Linked DNA regions of Mus musculus: region 1 is linked to region 2. A link is a contact called in public HiChIP or PLAC-seq data. All regions are on one chromosome and are shown on one strand. The core of a region is the stretch at or near the end of the contact, and the rest is flanking DNA. Distances in the headings are between cores, read along the strand shown. Region 1 holds the start of Hmg20b (high mobility group 20B). Region 2 holds the start of Cbarp (calcium channel, voltage-dependent, beta subunit associated regulatory protein).

The links. HiChIP or PLAC-seq counts read pairs in DNA pulled down with a chosen protein or histone mark.
Region 1: an HNF4G HiChIP or PLAC-seq map of pancreatic cancer cells shows a contact between it and region 2. The contact joins the promoter of Hmg20b here to the promoter of Cbarp in region 2. A contact is called at or near these places in 5 of 39 promoter capture datasets (erythroid cells, hippocampal neurons, liver and 1 more), 1 of 484 Hi-C or Micro-C datasets (B cells), 2 of 115 datasets of contacts at active chromatin or transcription factors (embryonic stem cells and pancreatic cancer cells) and 2 of 9 other capture datasets (liver and macrophages).

Annotation. Positions count from the first base shown.
Region 1 is chr10:81,348,513-81,353,306 of GRCm38.p6, reverse strand. Hmg20b (high mobility group 20B) reads left to right here and starts at 2,880. Exons shown (of 9, transcript NM_010440.3): 1 at 2,880-3,173; 2 at 3,819-3,927; 3 at 4,218-4,421; 4 at 4,691-4,794. The coding sequence starts at 3,136.
Region 2 is chr10:80,135,494-80,140,118 of GRCm38.p6, reverse strand. Cbarp (calcium channel, voltage-dependent, beta subunit associated regulatory protein) reads left to right here and starts at 2,732. Exons shown (of 9, transcript NM_001195268.1): 1 at 2,732-2,831; 2 at 2,937-3,076; 3 at 3,181-3,245; 4 at 3,625-3,769; 5 at 4,573-4,625. The coding sequence starts at 2,739. It also overlaps a transcript of Atp5d not described here.

The sequences.
Region 1 (4,794 bases), core at 1,631-4,130, 1.2 Mb before region 2:
AAACCCTGTCTTGAAAAACAAAAAACAAACAAACAAACAAAAACAAAAAAATCCCAAAAAAAATCTAGGGCAGGGCCTAGTGGAGTACACCCTAATCCCTATAATCCCTACATGCTAGAGAGGCAGGAGGATCCCTGTGAGGGCGAGGCCAGCATGGTCTACAGAGCTACAGGACAACCAGGGCTACACAAAGAAACCCTGGGCGATAGATATAACAAGACAAAACAAAACACAGAAAACAAAATTTAAAAAAGAACACAAAAGGTCTGGACATGGCTCAGGGGTGGGGTTCCTGCCTAAAAATTCCTCAGTGAGGGTCTGTGGCCCTGGTCAGAGGTAAAGCTCTGCCTAGTATCCCCCCAAAGAGAGGGCTGGGGCGTGGTGGTCAGAGATAGAAAGCCTGACCAGTCTCAGGTCCCAGGTTCCATTTCCACCACCAAAAACTAAGAACTGTAGAGCAGACATGCTGATACATGTTATCTGAGCCTCAGGGCCATAGGGCTGCGCATTCATTCCTTCACAGCAACCTGACCTGCACAGACACCTGTCTGAAATGACAGCCCTTCATCAGCAACTCTTCCCACAGTCCCTAGTGCTTCCCAGGGTGAGTTAAAAACACCATAAACACCGGGCAGTGGTGGCACACGCCTTTAATTCTGGCACTTGGGAGGCAGAGGCAGGCAGATTCTGAGTTTGAGGCCAATCTGGTCTACAGCCAGGGCTATACAGAGAAACTCTGTAGAGCAGGCTGGCCTTGACCTCGCGGAGATTCACCTGCCTTTTCCTCTGGAGGGCTGGGACTAATGGCGTGTGCCATCACCTCCCAGCTTCTTTCTTATTTATTTATTTATTTATTTTTAATTGTCTCTGAGAGGCTTTCACTATGTAGCACAGGGGACTGGAACTTACAGAGATCCCCTGCTTCTGTCTCCCTAGTGGTAGCATTAAAGGCAGGTGAGCCCACACCAAGCTCACAGCCAGTGATGAAGGCTGAGACTCTGTTCAGGGTAACTGTCAGGCTGCTCCCTTCCTGGACCACCTGTAGAAACCTTTGACCTGTGCCTGGGTCCCCACAGCCGCCTGTCATTGTTTTACCCAAATGCTCTTCTATCTCTGTTGTAACAGGAAGCCCAAGTTTGATCAAGCCTAACCTTATCTAAGAAGCTCTATCTGAACTGTCACCTGCTTGAGAGGAGCGGCTCAGAATCCCCCAGCCTGTTGAGTTTGGGGGGCGTCACTTGCACCTGCCATTAAGATAGACATAAGCACATGCTGCATGTGTAAGCATGTGTGTGGTCCCATAAACACATGCTATCATTACAATGCGTCACCTGGCCAACATTACCCCATCACAGAGTTTCAGTTTACAAACAGCACGGGAGGACTGAGCCCACGACCGCAGTGCATGATGGGATGGAAACACCCTAACCCTGCCCCAACCCCTCCAGGGGAATTATGGGCGGGGCTCCACTCTGACCACACTCCCAGCCCTTAGTGTGGCTACCAGGAATCGAACTGGAAGAGCAGCAGGTTTTATTTAAACCACTGAGCAATATCTTCAATCATTTGTTTTTAAAAAGATTTATTTGGGCTGGTGAGATGGCTCAGTAGGTAAGAGCACCTGACTGCTCTTCCAAAGGTCCGGAGTTCAAATCCCAGCAACCACATGGTGGTTCACAATCATCTGTAACAAGATCTGACACCTATTATTTCACGTTTATGAGCATTTTCCCTGCATGTAAGCCTGTTTGCTTGCCTAATGCTCAAAAGGGTAAAAAGAGGTCTCCTGGGACAGTTACAGATACTTTTTAGCAGACAAATGGGTGCTGGGGATCGAACCCAGGTTCTCTGCAAAAGAAACAGGCACTCCTAACCATAGAACCAACTCTCAGTTTCTCTTTTACTGTGGGATGTTACAGAAGACTGGAGTAAAATCACATTTGGCAACCTAGATGTGTGGTGCTGTCTCTTCCATTTGGATAATGCGGATCAAATTCAAGTTGTTGGGTTTCTCTGTAAACCCCTTGGCTTGCTGAGTCAGTCCGCACTGACCTTCAAAATGATTTTTTTTTTTTTTTAATGAAAATGCTCTTAGCCCAGCTTCTATCTCAGATCTAGGTGTCAGCCTCCCAGCCTGTTACTCCTCCTATGGTTCAATGTACCCCTTGGTCAGAGAGTAAAATCAAGGTTCCACGGGAAGGGAAATCAGTGCCTGGTGGTCATTTCCCCAGTCCTCCGTTTATAAAGCATACGTTCATTTATTGATTTAGGTCTGTGTGTGATGCACATGGCACAGCACACAGTGGAGTTCAGAGGACAACTTGCTGGAAAACCATTCTCACATTCCACTTTGTGGGTTCCGAATGCAAGTCGTCCACTAGGTGGCGAGCACCTTCAAGTGCTGTGCAATCTCACCAGACCCATTTTTTTTCAACGTAGTAAGAAAAACTACACCTGGCCGTACTGCAGGGGCGGGGGGTGCCTCTTTGGAACCTAACTCCTTCCTTAGAAGCCTACTAAAAACGCCTCTTCTGCCGAATATCCCCGGTCCCCATCTCCACACCCTAGCTCACCGGTCAGAATGGGGACTACTGGCCCTTTAAGGAGCTCCGCCCCACAGCACGCCGCCAGTCGCCTCCGATTGGTCCCGAGCGCGCCGGAGCGCAGCCGAACTTGACGCACCCGCCCGCAACCTGCCGACGCACCTCCCACGCGGCTCCGCAGATCTTCAGCCAACCACCGCCCGGCGCGCCGAGACTAATCTGCATGACCCCACCTCTCATGGAGGCCTCAGCCAATTAGAGCGCTATCCTTGGGTTCATTAGCATGAGGGCGGAGCGGGCGCGGGCGCTTGGTTGGACCGTCGCCGCGTCTCAGGTCCCGGGAAAGTTTTTTCAGAGGTGAAAAGAGCCGGGAAGTCCGGGCCTGCGCGGGGCGGGGGCTGCGGGGCGCGGCCTCCGGGACTCGATCTCGCAACAAAGGATCGCGGGGCCTCCTGCCCGAGGACCTCCCCGCCCCGGGATCCGCCTCCCCGGTCCGGGCCCCCCGGGGATCGCCCTGCGGTTCCCATCGAGGTGGCAGGCAGGACCCCCTGACCTTTGCCGGCTTCTGTTCCAGATCCCGCCCGGAGTGGCCATGTCCCACGGTCCCCGGCAGCCAGGCGCAGCCACCGCGTGAGTGCGCCTCCCCCAGCCTGTCCCGACCCTGGATAAGCCCTGTCCCCATCGTCGGGTACCCCTGGAAATGCCTTGTGTCCATCTCGAGTACCAGGGGTCATGCCCTGTCTCCACCCCGGGTACTCCTGGACATGTCCTGTCCTGCATCCTTGGGAACTCTTAAACATTCCCTATATCCACCCTCGGGTACCCCTAAACACACCATGTCCACGCTGGGATCTCTGGACATACCCTGTCTCATCCTCAGGTACCTCTGTGTACCTCTGTTTTGGGAACCCCTGATCCTGTCCTGTCCCTATACCCTACCTACCTTATCCCCACTACAGGAACTTCTGACCATGTCCTGTCACCCTTCGGGGATTTCTGTACTCCCTGTAGAACTGCCAAGACACCCTATGGCCTTCCTCACTATCTCATCTTCCTCCCAGGCCCCAGGACCAACTCACCTCGTCCTCCGTCCCCACCCCGCCAGTGGCCTACTGTGATCCTTGGATCCTCAAACTCTGGGTCCCCACCCCCTTTTTCCAGGCTCATGCGTGCTCCCACATACTTCTGTGATCTCCAATGACAAGAAGGGGATGGGTAGGTATGGGGGAATGATTTTGGCACTGATGGATGACGCTGGTTTCCATTGTCCCCAAGACCTGCGGGAGGCAAGACTCCGGGCCAGCACGGGGCCTTTGTAGTGGCTGTCAAGCAGGAGCGCAGCGAGGGTTCCCGAGCTGGAGAGAAGGGGCCCCAGGAGGAGGAGGTGAGTCCCCATCTGAAAAGCCTGGCCGGCCGCTGGCTCAGCAACACATACCTCACAAATCCAGACTATAAGATCCTCCCACTGCCTAGCAAGAGGCCACACCCCAGCCTAGCCTGTCAGTGGCTTCAGCCCCACCCCTAGGAGGCTGTCTTGGTGCAGGACCCGTAGGTTCTCTAGAGTTCTGACCCTTGATCTGCCGACCTACCACTAGACTAGGCCCCGCCCATATGCCCCAGACCCCCACCCACACTTCCCAGAGCCCCTCCCAAGGACACAGCCTCCTCCTGCAGCCAGTGAAGAAGCGAGGCTGGCCCAAAGGCAAAAAAAGAAAGAAGATTCTCCCAAATGGGCCCAAGGCCCCCGTCACTGGCTATGTTCGCTTCCTGAATGAGAGGCGGGAACAGATTCGCACCCGCCACCCGGACCTTCCATTCCCGGAGATCACGAAGATGTTGGGCGCCGAGTGGAGCAAGCTGCAGCCGGCAGAGAAGCAGGTAGAGACCAGAGAAAGGGGTGGCAGAAACAGGAGGATCCCTGGGCAAGCCCCATCGGTGAGAGACCCAGGCCCAAAGAACAAGGTGGAGAACGTCCAGTAGTCCTGGAGAAGGGACCCTCTCTCTGTGGGTTGGAGGGAGGAAGGGAGGCAAGGGAGGGGTTACGAATACATCAGTATGAGGGGAGTTGGGGGCCTGGCTCTGGCCACATCTGTGTGCCTACCTTCGTTTGGGCTGGCCCTAGTTTGAGGATGCTGCCCCCCTCCTAGCGGTACCTGGATGAGGCAGAGAAGGAGAAACAGCAGTACTTGAAGGAGCTGTGGGCATACCAGCAGTCAGAGGCCTACAAGGTCTGCACTGAGAAGATTCAAGA
Region 2 (4,625 bases), core at 1,483-3,982:
TTATAAGGTATGGATCATTCCATAACAGACCTCTATGGATGCAAGTTTAAATGTTATTACATTCATTTAGTTAGTGGGCAAGGGGATAGCAAATCTTTGGGTGTCAAAGGACAACTTGTGAGGGGAGGCACTCTTCCTTTCCTATTCGGGACTGAGGGATGAAACATGGCTGCTTGGGCTCGGCCGCAGGTACCTTAGTTTGCTCAGCTCTTTCACTACAGTTCTCTTGTTTGAGAAGGGGTCTTGTGCTGCTCAGGCTGGCCTAGAATTCTGTGTAGCTGAGGTTGACCTTGCGCTCCTGATCCACTTGATTTCACCTTACAAATGCAGGTGTGCGGGACCATCACAGTTCTGAGGGCAAGTTCCCAGTAGGTGTTTTACAGCACTGGCTATCTGCTGGACCCATAAAGGAACCTGCCAAAGAGCAGCATAAAAGAAAAACATGCAAGTGGGGATGGGGATGTACCTATATCTCATGGCTTGTAAACCAAGGGGATATGCAAACTGGAATTGCACATCTGGAGTGGCAGGTGACAAACTAGATAGTTGAGGGTCCCAGAGACCTGAGATACCCGCGTTAGCTTAGGGGCGTAATGCGCCCCGCCCGCACCGGGTTCTGGGACATTGCAGCACCAGGTAGGCTGAGTCGTGCAGGGGTGAGGGGGGCGGGACTGCGCTACAGCGGGAGGGGGCGCGGGAGCTCAGGCTCCGCCCCACGCCCCCGCCGGAAGGGAAGGGGAGGCGGTGGCCATCGCAGTGCGAGCCAGACGCGGCGGCGAGAGCGGCGGGGGCGGTCAGGCTGCGGGACCGGGCGGTTACCGGGTGCACAGAGCCAGGGGCCGGAGCGGGAGCACCGCCAACGCGGTCACGTGCGCGGCCCCACCTCTCCTGCGCGCCTCCCCCGTGCGCTGCTCTCCCCATTCATAAATTCTCCGTCGGCTCCGCGGCCACCGAGCTCCAGAGCCAACCGGGAGAGCCGTGTATCTGCCGCCCGCCCTCCCGCCGCCCATGGGCCGCACGCCCCGGCGCTGAGGTAGGCGCGGCGGGCCCTGGCGCACGGGGCCGGGCGGGGACGGGCGGGCGAATGCGCGCGGCCAGGGGATGGCGACCAGTTCCAGGGTCCGCCCTGGCCCACTGGTCCTGTCGCGCGCGGCTCCGGGAAGGGAGCGGAGCGTGGGAACGGCCTGAGCGGCCCTGCACCCCGCCCACCGCCCGCAGCCCCGAGAGGGAGCCAGCCCATGCCTGCCCTTGGCCTCAGTTTACCCTAGTGACAGGGCGAGAGCGTTGTCGCCTTGGCCTCCTGGATCCTCACGAGCCTGGCGTCGCGTTCTCTGCGCTTTTCCGCACCGTATCCTACTTGGGGGGCCTGGTGGACGTTCTGTGGGGACTCCATGTCTAGGCTTGCGTTCTCGCTGGCTCTCATGACCCCGCCTTCCTCGCCTTGGGTCTCCAGCCATCTTCCTCCCCCACCTCTCATTACCATCCTCACCATGCCCCACCCCCTCCAGCCTGAATTCATTTCCCGACCTACGTATGCGCCCCATGCCACCCACCAAAATTGATGCCCGCTGCTCTCTGCCTGGGTGCGCTGAGGAAACGTAGCCTTCTGGGGGGGGGTACATCGTTTATTCAGGTTTCGCCCCACAACTCCTCCACCATCCAGTCTGAAAAACACTGGTGACGGTGGAGCCTGCGGGCTCTTCTTCCATGGGAAAGGGGTTTGCATGCTCACGCTGGTGTGGGAAGTAGGGATGGATGGCCAAAATGGCCTTTATTACTCCAGAATCATCTTCATTCCCGGACTGAGTCAGGTGCAGTTTTAACAAGCCCCTTCTGAATCCACCCCACCCCATGATGTGCCCTAGCCTCAGTTTCTCCACGCTTCTGGCAGAGGCCTGGTGAGCAGCCATCTTGGCCAAGCCTTGGGGCGCCCCTGTGGGCGGCCTCCCCCGCGCCCCCGCCCGCCTCCCTCTGCTTGGCAACAGCCCCCCCCCCCCCCCCCGCCACTGCGCGGCCCTGCGCACCGTCGCCATGGGAACCAAAATTTTCAGGCCAGGAACAGATGAGCGTCTTTTGTCCTTTGCACTCCCACCAGTGTGGGGAACAAGGACCTTTCCCTATCGAGTCGTGACTGGGGGTGGGGGAATCATTAGTACAGCCCCGCCCACACCTTAGGTGCACTACCTTCAATTCCTTTTCTGCACCATGAGACCCTGAGACAAGAAGGACACCTGGGATGTTGCCTGAGTATGCTGTGGAGGCGTCATGTGTTTGTTCCTCCAAGGGTGCTTTCCCTTTCCTGGGCATGGCTGCGCTACCTTGCCGGTCTGGCCACCCCAGCCAGCCAGGGAGGTGGTTGGCATTTGGGAAAGCCACATTTACACACACACATACACACACACACACACACACACACACACACACACACACACACACACACACAGTGCTGCGCAAGCGCGATGACACCTTTTATGTGATAAAGATGGCGAAAGAGAGGTCCTGGCGTGTGTGTGTGTGGGGGGGGGGGGGAGCCTTGGCTCCAGGCACCCCTGCGGGGATGGGGAGTTGGGGGGGCACTCACATTGTAAGACTCGGCCCCACCTGTCCATGAGTCACCCCAGTGACGGCGGCTGCTGCTGCTGCACGGGGACGTAGGGGCTGACTTGCAGGGGCTCTTGTGGGGAGGGGCCGGCAGAGCTGAACCTGAGCTGGCTCTATGCCCTACTTGTAGCCTCAAAATGCAGCCCACGGCCACCATGGCCACAGCGGCCGCCACTACCGCCACTGTTGCCCTGACGACTTCGTGGGACAATGCCACCAGCCGCCCCACGGTGGGTTGGGTGACTCCTGGAGACTGGGGGTAGAGGTGGGATGGAAACCCCACTCTGCGGTGGAGCCCTGACATGCCCCGCCCTGTGCACTCAACCCCGACTCAGGCGGAGCCTGACCCCATCTTGGACAACTATGTGCTGCTGGTGGTGGTGATGTCGCTGTTCGTTGGAGGCACGCTGGTGGTGCTGTCTGGCGTTCTTCTGCTCTGCAAACGCTGCTGGGAGGTGCACCAGCGCTTCAACAGGTGCTTGTCCTGGGAACCACTTGACACATGCCCAGGCGCGCTTGCAGAGCCTCAGAGTGGAGACGCCCCATTCCTGCTCACTCTTCTTCCCCTTTCTTCCTCAGGGCCATGGAGGAAGCAGAGAAGACCACCACTACTTATCTGGACAACGGCACCCACCCTATACAAGGTGAGGGGCCCGCGCGGCTTGCAGCACCCCTAGCTGCACTTGACTGTGCCTCCCGCCGCGCCCCACCCCTCGGCCCCCTGCCCGCCCCCTCGGGCCGCCTGACGGTCTGTCTGTCTGTCTCCCCCACCAGACTGGGCGCAGTTCGAGTCCGACTCATCTCTGTTTCCTTAACGCCCAGGCGTAGGTGCGCACAGGCGCGTGCTGAGAGCGAGTGAGTGTGTGAGCGGATGAGCGAGTGCCCGCCGCCCCGCCCAGCCCGCCCCGTCCTGCCCTCACTCGGCCCGTGCCCCCCTCCCAGCCCACCCCGCCCAGCGGCCTGCCTGGCAGCCAGACACGCGCGGCCCACCCCGGGCCCACCCTCTCTTGGCTCTCCTCACAGACCCCGACTGCAGGGGGGAAGACCCCGAGGGCCAGGACACCGAAACAGAGCGCTTCCTAGCCACCAGCTCCACCGGCCGCCGCGTGTCCTTCAACGAGGCTGCCCTGTTTGAACAGAGCCGCAAGGCTCAGGACAAGGGCCGCCGGTGAGAGAAGTCAGGGGGAGGTCACAGCAGCTTGGTGATGAAAGCTGGGGATCCTGGCTCAGGTCTCTTGGTATGGGCTGGCAGGGTGGAGAGTAGAGTAAGTATCAATATCGAGGTCTAAGCAAGGCTGAGGCAGGAGAATTACTAGAGTTATTTTTAAATTTTTACCTATTTATATGTCTTTGTGTGGGGGTATGTACATGTGGTTTCAAGTGCCCACAGAGGCCAGAAGAGGGTGTCAGATCTCTCTGGAGCTAGAATTACAGGTGGTTCTGAGTAGCTCAGTATAGGTGCTGGGAACCCAACTCAGGTCCTCTGCAAGAGCCATAGTGCTCTTAACTCCTGAGCCATGGTTCCAGCCCCAATTGCTACAAATTTCAGACCCCGACTGGTCTGCATAGAAAATACACAGAGAGAGTTCCAGGTCAGCCATGGGTGTATTTCAAAGACCTGCTTTAAAAAGAACACCAGCACATGGTGGGCAGAGCCAGGAAGATTGCTGCAAAGTTCAAGGCCAAACCCAGGCTAGAGAGTGAGACCTGGTCTCAAAAAACAAACAAACAAATGGCAGTCTCCAGCAGAGGCAGGTGGGTATTTAGTGAGTTTAAGCCCAGCCTGGTCTACATAGAGAGACCTTGTCTCAGAAATTAAACAAAAACCTGTCACCCCAGCATTTGATAGGTGGAGGCATGAGAATTAAAAGCTCAAAGTCTTAAACAGGGAGAGACCTGTCTGTCAAGATGTTAAATGTAGGTGCTATGCGAGGGACTGCCAAGGGCTGACTGCTGGGGTCCCCAACATAGGTACACCCTGACAGAAGGGGATTTCCATCACCTCAAGAATGCCCGCCTCACCC